Regions from separate parts of the Zea mays genome. Here region 2 is linked to region 1. The links are chromatin contacts, called in public Hi-C maps. All regions are on one chromosome and are shown on one strand. The core of a region is the stretch at or near the end of the contact, and the rest is flanking DNA. Distances in the headings are between cores, read along the strand shown. Region 1 holds the start of LOC100383211 (putative RING zinc finger domain superfamily protein). Region 2 holds the start of LOC100191553 (zinc finger (ubiquitin-hydrolase) domain-containing protein).

Region 1 (4,267 bases), core at 716-3,215:
TCCGACGACCCAGACGGAGAGGAGAGATCGAGCGGTAAAGAAACGAAAGGAGATGGAAACTAAAGCCATGGCGGAGCATTCTTCCACCGGCCGGCCGTATATTCGCTCCCGCCCCGGGGCGGAGGAGGAGGAGGAGGAGGAGCACGAGCCCGGCCCGTCAACGGCAACGGGGACGGGAGGGCCGCCTCAGCACAGCAGCCTCGAGACGTTTACCCGAAAACTGCGTGAAAACAGCAGCAGGCTCTCACGAAATGCTCATGACCGGGCCGGTGGCTGACGAGCAGCAGCGTCTTTCCGTGCTGTGCGTCAGTTTCCTTGTGGCTGTACTGTACGGGACGAGATGGACGGCGATGGCTGCTGGCTGGCGTGGTGGAAACGAGATGGTGGCACAGGCTGCCTGTGACACTGACAGGCCATGCAGTGCAAACTCCACTCCACCACCCGTACCCTCGCTCGCTCAAGCAAGACACGCGCGGACGGGATCGGCGTTTGACTTGCTGCTAATCTATCTCATTTATCTCGCTGATGCCCCACGCGCGACGTGTGCTCGCGTCGCGTCTTGTGTGCCTGTGTCTGCAACTGCAAGGGCTGCCTGCCTAAGCCGCTGTGTGCTGACGACGCATGCATGAGCGCCAAACAACAGCGGCATCGGCATATGCTTTGCTTGGTCACCACAGCACACCGAACGAATTCTCAATACATTATCAGATGCCTACGGATTAGGACGTCTTCGGCCAGAGGGATTCCAGTGCGAGTTCCACGGAAGTTTTTTTTTTACAGAAACCATGCGGCCAGGACCAGTGGCGTGTGTGTGAGACGCTCCCGCATCGCCGGTGGAACACGAAACAAAACTGAAACGCAGCGTGGATGGGATGGAGATGACGGTACGTGGTGGATCCAGATGATTTCCGTGCATGTATCAAGGACTGTTTTCTTTCTCACGAGCTGTCAATGCCCCCTTTTTTTTTCCTTGGCCTGTTTTGCTTGAACAAGGCGAGATATTCAATGAGAATAAGCGCCTGACAGCCAACCATGCTAGCTGGTCCATGGCCATGGGACCAAATGAGACGCCAAACCCACGCAGCACAGGCCGCACAGCTTGATTAGTTGCCGGGAAATGACCTTTAGCAGTTTAGCAGGTGAAAAACAGAATCACCAGAGGAGGCTCCAACACAGCTCACAAGTTGATGCATAATAATAAATGGTAGGGGTAGTAGCTTGATCTGAAACAATTAACTCGCTTTCATGGTTTTCTCATGAGCTGACAAATGCGCAGCAACTGCACACACACAATCCAACTAACATGTCTCATGACACTTGGATCGCACCTAGAGATATTCAATGAAAAAGGATCGCAAGAAGAAGAAGAAAAAGATACTATTCAATGCAGTGCAAGGGATGAGCTAGAGAGCGTCACTCCATGACCGTAGCCATCCATCCATCCTGATGCTGTGCTGTGCTGTGCATGCAAAGGAAAGAGAGAAAGACTGAAAGAGAGACTGAGAGGAGAGGCGCTTTGCTGTCGTAGTGTTGCTGCCGCAACGCCACAAAAAGGGTCAGGGGCAGGGAGGTCATGTGAAAGACAACACGACGCAGGCCTCCTCCTCTCTAATCTTTGGCCCTTCTTTAAGGGGGGCTACTCCTGCTAATTCCAATGGGGCGCATTTAGTGGGGGGAGGAAAAGGGATCCTTGCGAAGACCCAGACGCCAGAGGGGAGTGAGGGAGAGGGGAGGGAGAAATAAATAAACCCGAATTCAGCCAAACTTCTCTCTCCCACCGCGCTTGCATCCTCTCATCGCCACCCCACCCTCCTCCTCCCTGTCTTTCTCCCCCCCTCTCTCTCCCCCTCTTGACAAATTTTCCTCCACCCATTCCCTTCCTCCCCTCTTCTTCTTCTCCACCCACTCCACCGATCCCCCTCTTTCTCTCTGAATTCTCTCTCGTCGTGCCCACCCTTCCATCTGTCTGCTGCCTCTCTCTCTCGCAATCAGTCACTCGGCTCTTGTTTCTTCCGTCTGCTGGGTTGATTCTTTCTCTTCCTCTCCGTGGAGAAACAGGAGGAGAGAGGAAAGAAGAGAAATCGGAACCAGCCTGTTCTTTTTGCCTGGATTGCGGTTCTTGCGAGTTGTTCAGAAACTCTGGGCCAGTTTCTGGTACGGTTTGTTCCACCTCTCTATCAAACTGCTCCTTTTTTTATTTTCCGTCTTATCTCTTGATTTTGCATGGGGAAACAATCCCTTTCTCTTGTTCCAGTCCATGATTCCGTCGCAAATATGTGTTTTTTTCTCTCGCTGTTTCCTTCATGTTTCAATCCACAGTAGTTGTCCATGGAGCGGCCTGGATATGGCTCTCGTTGAACTATCAACAATTCTTGTTTTTTTCAGAAGCAAAATTCTCAACTTCCATGTTCAAACAAAAAAAACTCTTTTTTTCTTTGCTCGCGATACATGGATAGATGGATGTATTGGGCGTTCTTGGTTCAGTTAAAAATCTCTAGCTGCTCCCGTATTCCAGACTTTTCCAGTTTCGTGATCGCAGAGGGAATCGATGCTCCTCTTTGAAACAGTGGATCGCTACCTCCGTCTTTTTCCTTTTTATTTTTGTTTCTTTTACAGCGTCCTTTTGCAAACCGATAGGGAAGGGAAAAAATAAATGCAAAAGAAAAAGGCTGTATATTTTGAGCGAGCGTCCACAGAATCAATGGGCCCCATCCTGCATGCGGTCCATCTGTTTAGGTCGCATGCATTGTACATTCACCGTGCTTTGCTTTCACCCATTAAAATGCATGCATCACCACAGCTTTTTGCTCGCAACAGCAACCCAAACCATCAAGTTTGGTGCACGCGTACGCCACACCAAATGCGGCTCATGCCAAGATTGCTACAGCCAGATTAGTTGCCAATACCCTGATTAGTTGATGTCTAGTACAGTAATGTGTGAGACCAAAACAGGCGCAGCTACTTCCATAGAGTAACAACCGGGAGTAGAATTACAATATTTTGGAGTGCAGACAACAGTTTCTTGTATCTACAGTTGGCATATTTTGGTGGCAACTGTTGAAGGAATAGCCTAGATAAATCGTAGCCTTCTGTATCCCGTTCATTTCAGTCAGTTTTCTTGTGTTCCAATAAAGTTGGAGCACAATTCGGGGGCCTAAATGTTTGATGTGTTACTTACAACTGACAGGTCCTTTAAACTACTGGAAAGAGGAACCATCAGAGATGCCAAGGCAGCCAACAAATTGATATCTAATTGCCCTACTTTGGATCATCATAATGCAAGGACAGAGGAATTCTATGGAGCATTTTGCTGATGTCTTTGGATTCGACGTTGCATCGAGTTCAGGCAACCCTGTGATGGATCAGCAGTCATATTGGAATAATGTTCTTGGATCAGTAGAATCACATAATCTTCAAGGTTATCAGATGGCTCACAGTGATGCCGCCATGCCATATGGAAATGAACCACAGCAAGATGGTACATTTCTTGGTTTCTGGGAATCAGGCGAAGCAAGTTCAAGTGCCAGTGCACTAAACTATGGCAGCTCTAATAATGTCAAAACAGAGCATCTTAACATTGGTGGTGGAGGTGGACTGAGGATTGGTGAAAGCCGACTGGTAGCTGACAATGGCATTTCTCTGGATGTGGATATCAACCTTAACGCCAACGTTAACGATCTTTGTGGTCAAAGTTCAAATGTTAACTGTGCCTCTCAAGGTCCTGAGCAGTATTGTGGCAGTGATCGTAATGCTATAAATTCTCAGCCGACTGACCTGGGATTACACCCATTCAGGACATTCCTACTAGATGCACAGCAAGCAGAATCTTTTACTTTGAATCCTAGTGAAAACCCTTTGGGTGATTTTTCATCAATGCAAGAAAGCATTGAACAAAGACCAGGTGGTTCCCTGGATGGTCGCCGGCTAGCGTGCAAGAGAAAAAATATTGAAGGAGCCAATGGCCAGAGTTCAGCAGGTGCTAGTACAAGTTTTCCCCACAGGAACGATAATGCATTCCATAACATTGCTTCTTCAAGTTACAATCCTGCACCTATCAGAAATTCATCCTCTCCCAAGTGTTTGCCAGTTCCAAGTTCTATTGAAGATCAACTCCCACGGTATGGAACTAATGTAGGGCTCTCAGCCGGTACTTATGACCTTCATGGAGGGGTCAACAATGCTGTGAATTCACAGAGAAGTTTCCGAGCAAGAACTACCACATCTCAACAGGTTGCTCCCTGTAGTGTATGGCCCTCTTCAAATGCTA
Region 2 (4,267 bases), core at 717-3,216, 200 kb before region 1:
TCCAGAGGTTTCCAGTGGTTTGGCAAACAGAACATGTAGAATTTTCAGACTGCTTCTGACAAAACTGGCATACCTGAAATGCAAACAACTATTGGTAAATGCCCCACTCATGCTCAATAAAGTACTGGCAATAATAAATTGGAGAACATAAGCAAGCATTTCCTTATTATAATGTACCTATGACTCACGTGGTTAACATGACCAAACTCAATATTTTTCCTTGCAGTCCACTTACTTTGAAGATATACATGTAGACATTTATTGAATTCAGCAATAATTATTATGTATATGCCCATGCCTCTGGGTAAGTTCCTATTGTGTGCCCAGAATATCAAATTAACAAGCGCTGAGACATTTGAAAAGGCTTTATGTTGAAATTACTATATAGTTCCAAGTGTTATAAAGAATAGCAAGCACACCAGAAATTCACTAGTCACCAAGAAGATTATGCAAATAACACAGCTATAAATTTAAGTGAAGTACTTGTTATTGCAAATTCAATGCAATGTACATATCATACTAAGAAAATAATAAACGCCAAAATGAGTCCATGTTCTGATTGTTTACTGCCCTAGGGTAAATGATGAAAGAGCAAAGCAACCATTCATTACCGGACAGGATGAATTGGTCCACACTGAAACACATGAGCAACGGAAAGAGTGATCACAAGTAGTTGCCAAAATCCCACTGATGTCCTGATCCAATCTTTCTGACAAATTAACATATTAAGATGGCAGAAAATAGTTAGGTGTACCAGAAACAAGGCAGACAACTTAAACAACCAACAAAATATGAAAAGTGAAAATAATAGATGAAGGGTTGCTGTTGCATCAAACAGAATGGTATTTAAAGTTAAAACTATGGCCAGGATAGAACAGAGGTGCCTAAATCTCTTCAACGGAGATCACAAATTGAATTCAAATGTGACACCATGGTGACACGTACATATGACTATAAATTGTATTGCAGAGGCCCCAAAATACAAAAAAAAATACAAAACAGTAAGTTCACCAATGCAAACAGGACACATTGGAAGTTCAGTGGATCCAGCCGGTGGAGTTGTGGCAACCTCTGAGGAAGGTGTATACTGCACAGCAGCTATAAACAGAACATGGCACACCTCACTCTACACCATGGAAACGAGAGTTAATCGCCAATTTAGCAACGATCTCAAATATGATCAGCGAATAAACTAGAATTCAATTAAGAAGATAAGACACCTCAGAGGTTGAGAACCTCCAGCCATTGAGATCGGCGTAGAACCATTCAGCGCTACTCTGGTCCTCAAACTCCACTAGAACGCTGTACCGGTCCTCCACTCCATCATCCCTACCGTTCGAACAGCATGTGTAACTAAATTGCACAGCAAGCTGGGCATGGAGTCACTTGTTTATGAGGCGGTAACTAACCTGATGAAACGAATGTCGGCTGCACACTCGAGGTGGGGGCCGCAGAAGCGAACAAAGTCCTCCGGCGAAACGCGCGTCGGAACGGCGAGCACCAGGAGGCGCGTGCCGCGACATAGCTGCGAGACGGAGACAGAAAGCAAATGGCGTAAGCGCGCGGAAGGCAATAAGAGAGAACCCGAGGAAGAGTAATTACGGGCAGGTGCGAGTCGGAGGCGGGCTGCGGGGTGGCCGGCCCGGATGAGGAGGAAGAGGTGGCTGCGACCGCCGAGGCGTAGGAGGAGGAGGTGGAAGTGGAGGACGACGAGTGGTAGAGGTGGATGACGCCGCGGGTGTGGAGGATCCTAGGGCTTCGGCTGGGCGCGACGGGGTTTGCGCCGGGGAGCTCGAGAGTAAGTATGGACGATGTGGTGGTAGAGGGGGGAGGGTGGCTGGAGAGCGGACGAGAGGTGGTAACGCCGCCGCTGCTGGTGCCGACTTCGTCGGCGGCGACTGCTGCCACGGCGGCGTCGGGGAAGTCGACGGACTGGATTCGCAGGACGAACATGATGGCTGGGTTCGCTGGGCTTTTGGGCCCTTTCCCTTCTTTTAGGCTCGAATTGCTTTTTTTTTTTGCCTATTTAGATCCATGAGCTATTCCAAAAATAATTAAAGTTTAATCAGTTAGGAGTAAAGGTCTAAACAGAAAGAACTAAAAGTGACTAAAATAGTAAAAAAATTATCAATTCAGTCAGGTTTAGCTCTTATTGTTTGTATCATTGGCTTCTAGGTGACTAAGTTTTAGTCACTTTTACTTTAGCTTCTAAGATCCAAACATGTCATTGATAAACAAGTTGTGTTTATGTGTTGTCATGGATATACAAGGACATGTACCCAAACGGATCTATGTTGTCGTGAGTGAGGGTAGAGTCTCCCGTGTTAGAATTATAGGCATTTTCCGTATCATTTTAATTCCATAAATTAATATTATGATGATGACATATAAAAGATAATTAATCATGACATCAAATATATCCATAACAATATGGATCATGAGAACATAAAGCATATGAATTATATAAATCATATAAATACGATAAACATGTAAACTGACTGGACGATTGAAAATAAACAGATAGAAACACAAACAGAATGACTGTAAAATTAAAACAGACAGATCTATCATATTACAATAAGACAGAACAGATAAGATAAAATCATTCCTAAATATGAAACAACATAGATGAATATATGAAACATATAAAATATCCAGAACACAAATCAGTAAGTAAATAAAACGATCATACCCTCTGATGCGCTCTGATGATCCAGATCCTTGGCCAGCTTCTTTTGTCATGTTGGAGATGTTTTGGGCAGTCGCGTAGACGCTCTCCAAAAACCTAATGTTAGGCATTTTCCTATCAGAGGTTTTGCTGCTGTGCTAAAGCCTGATCCTTTCGATGGTAAAAACTTCTTGATATGGAAGGCTAAGATGGAATTGTGGCTAACTGCAATGTCTTGTTTTCATGCCGCTGAGGGCAAGCCTGCCAACTTACCTCCTGAAGATGAGGCTAAGTTTAAGGCTGAAGACAACCTCTTTCGAGGTGCAGTGATTAGCGCACTTGACACAAAATTCCAGAAAAGCTATATCATCCTTCCCACGGAGAAAGAGCTGTGGGATGCTCTTGTTGGAAAGTTTGGAGTTACTGACGCTGGTAGCGAGCTGTATCTCATGGAGCAGCTGTATGACTACAAGATGGTTGAGAACCGATCTGTAGTGGAACAGGCTCATGAGTTTCAGGCATTAGCTAAGGAACTCGAACTTTTTCCTTGTCCTTTGCCTGATAAGTTTGTGGCTGGCGGTATAATCGCCAAGTTGCCACCTTCTTGGAAGGACTTTGCTACCTCTCTCAAACATAAGAGACAAGAGTTCAATGTGGAAGAGCTCATTGGTACTCTTGATGTTGAGGAAAGAGCTAGAACAAAAGACAATGGAAAAGGTGTGGAGACCTCTAATGCTAATATGGTGCAGAAGAGAAACTTCCACAAGTTTAACAAGAAGAAAAACCAGAACAAACCAGAGAACGCCGAATAAACCTGTTCAACCAGCACAGTTTAAAAAGAAGAACAACAATAACAAGGGAAAGGGAGGATGCTTTGTCTGTGGCAGTGTTCAACATTGGGCAAGAGAGTGCCCTGATCGCAAGTTCACTCAAGACAAGAAATCAGCTAATGTTGTAACCACTGAAACTGAAGAAGGAACATCTGGGTATGGTAATTCTTTACCATTTGTTCTCTCAGTCTGTAATTCACCTGAGTGGTGGATGGACAGTGGTGCAAACATTCATGTGTGTGCTGATGCCTCTATGTTCACTTCCTATCAGGTCGGGAGGTCTAGCGCCTTGTTGATGGGAAATGGGTCGCGTGCTCATGTTCTTGGTGTTGGTACGGTCATTCTGAAGTTTACTTCGGGAAAGACGATGCCATTGAAGAGCGTGCAGCATGTGCCCTCTATCAAGAAGAATCTCGTTAGCGCTTCTATGCTATGTCGAGATGGATACAAAGTTGTTCTTGAGTCTAATAAATGTGTTGTGTCAAAACATGGTACTTTTGTTGGTAAAGGATATGACTGTGGAGGCTTGTTCCGCTTATCTCTGCATGATGTGTGTAATAAACTGGTGAATTCTGTTCATTTTTCTGATGAGTCAGATTTATGGCATTCACGTTTTTGTCATGCAAGCTTTGGCTGTCTTATGCGGTTAGCAAATATAAATTTAATTCCTAAATTTAACTTGGTCAAAAAGTCTAAGTGCCATGTGTGTGTTGAATCAAAACAACCCCGCAAGCCTCATAAGGCTGCTGAGGCGAGGAGTTTGACACCT

The links. Hi-C and Micro-C count contacts between places; a contact is called where the count stands out from the background.
Region 2: a contact with region 1 is called in a Hi-C map of leaf, with 4 times the contacts expected there. The contact joins the promoter of LOC100191553 here to the promoter of LOC100383211 in region 1. A contact is called at or near these places in 5 of 25 Hi-C or Micro-C datasets (bundle sheath, ear, leaf and 1 more).

What each region holds. Positions count from the first base shown.
Region 1 is chr2:5,774,983-5,779,249 of Zm-B73-REFERENCE-NAM-5.0, reverse strand. LOC100383211 (putative RING zinc finger domain superfamily protein) reads left to right here and starts at 1,965. Exons shown (of 7, transcript NM_001175873.1): 1 at 1,965-2,154; 2 at 3,188-4,267. The coding sequence starts at 3,277.
Region 2 is chr2:5,971,628-5,975,894 of Zm-B73-REFERENCE-NAM-5.0, reverse strand. LOC100191553 (zinc finger (ubiquitin-hydrolase) domain-containing protein) reads right to left here and starts at 1,966. Exons shown (of 12, transcript NM_001365500.1): 1 at 1,603-1,966; 2 at 1,410-1,525; 3 at 1,221-1,329; 4 at 1,012-1,126; 5 at 612-709; 6 at 1-73. The coding sequence starts at 1,953.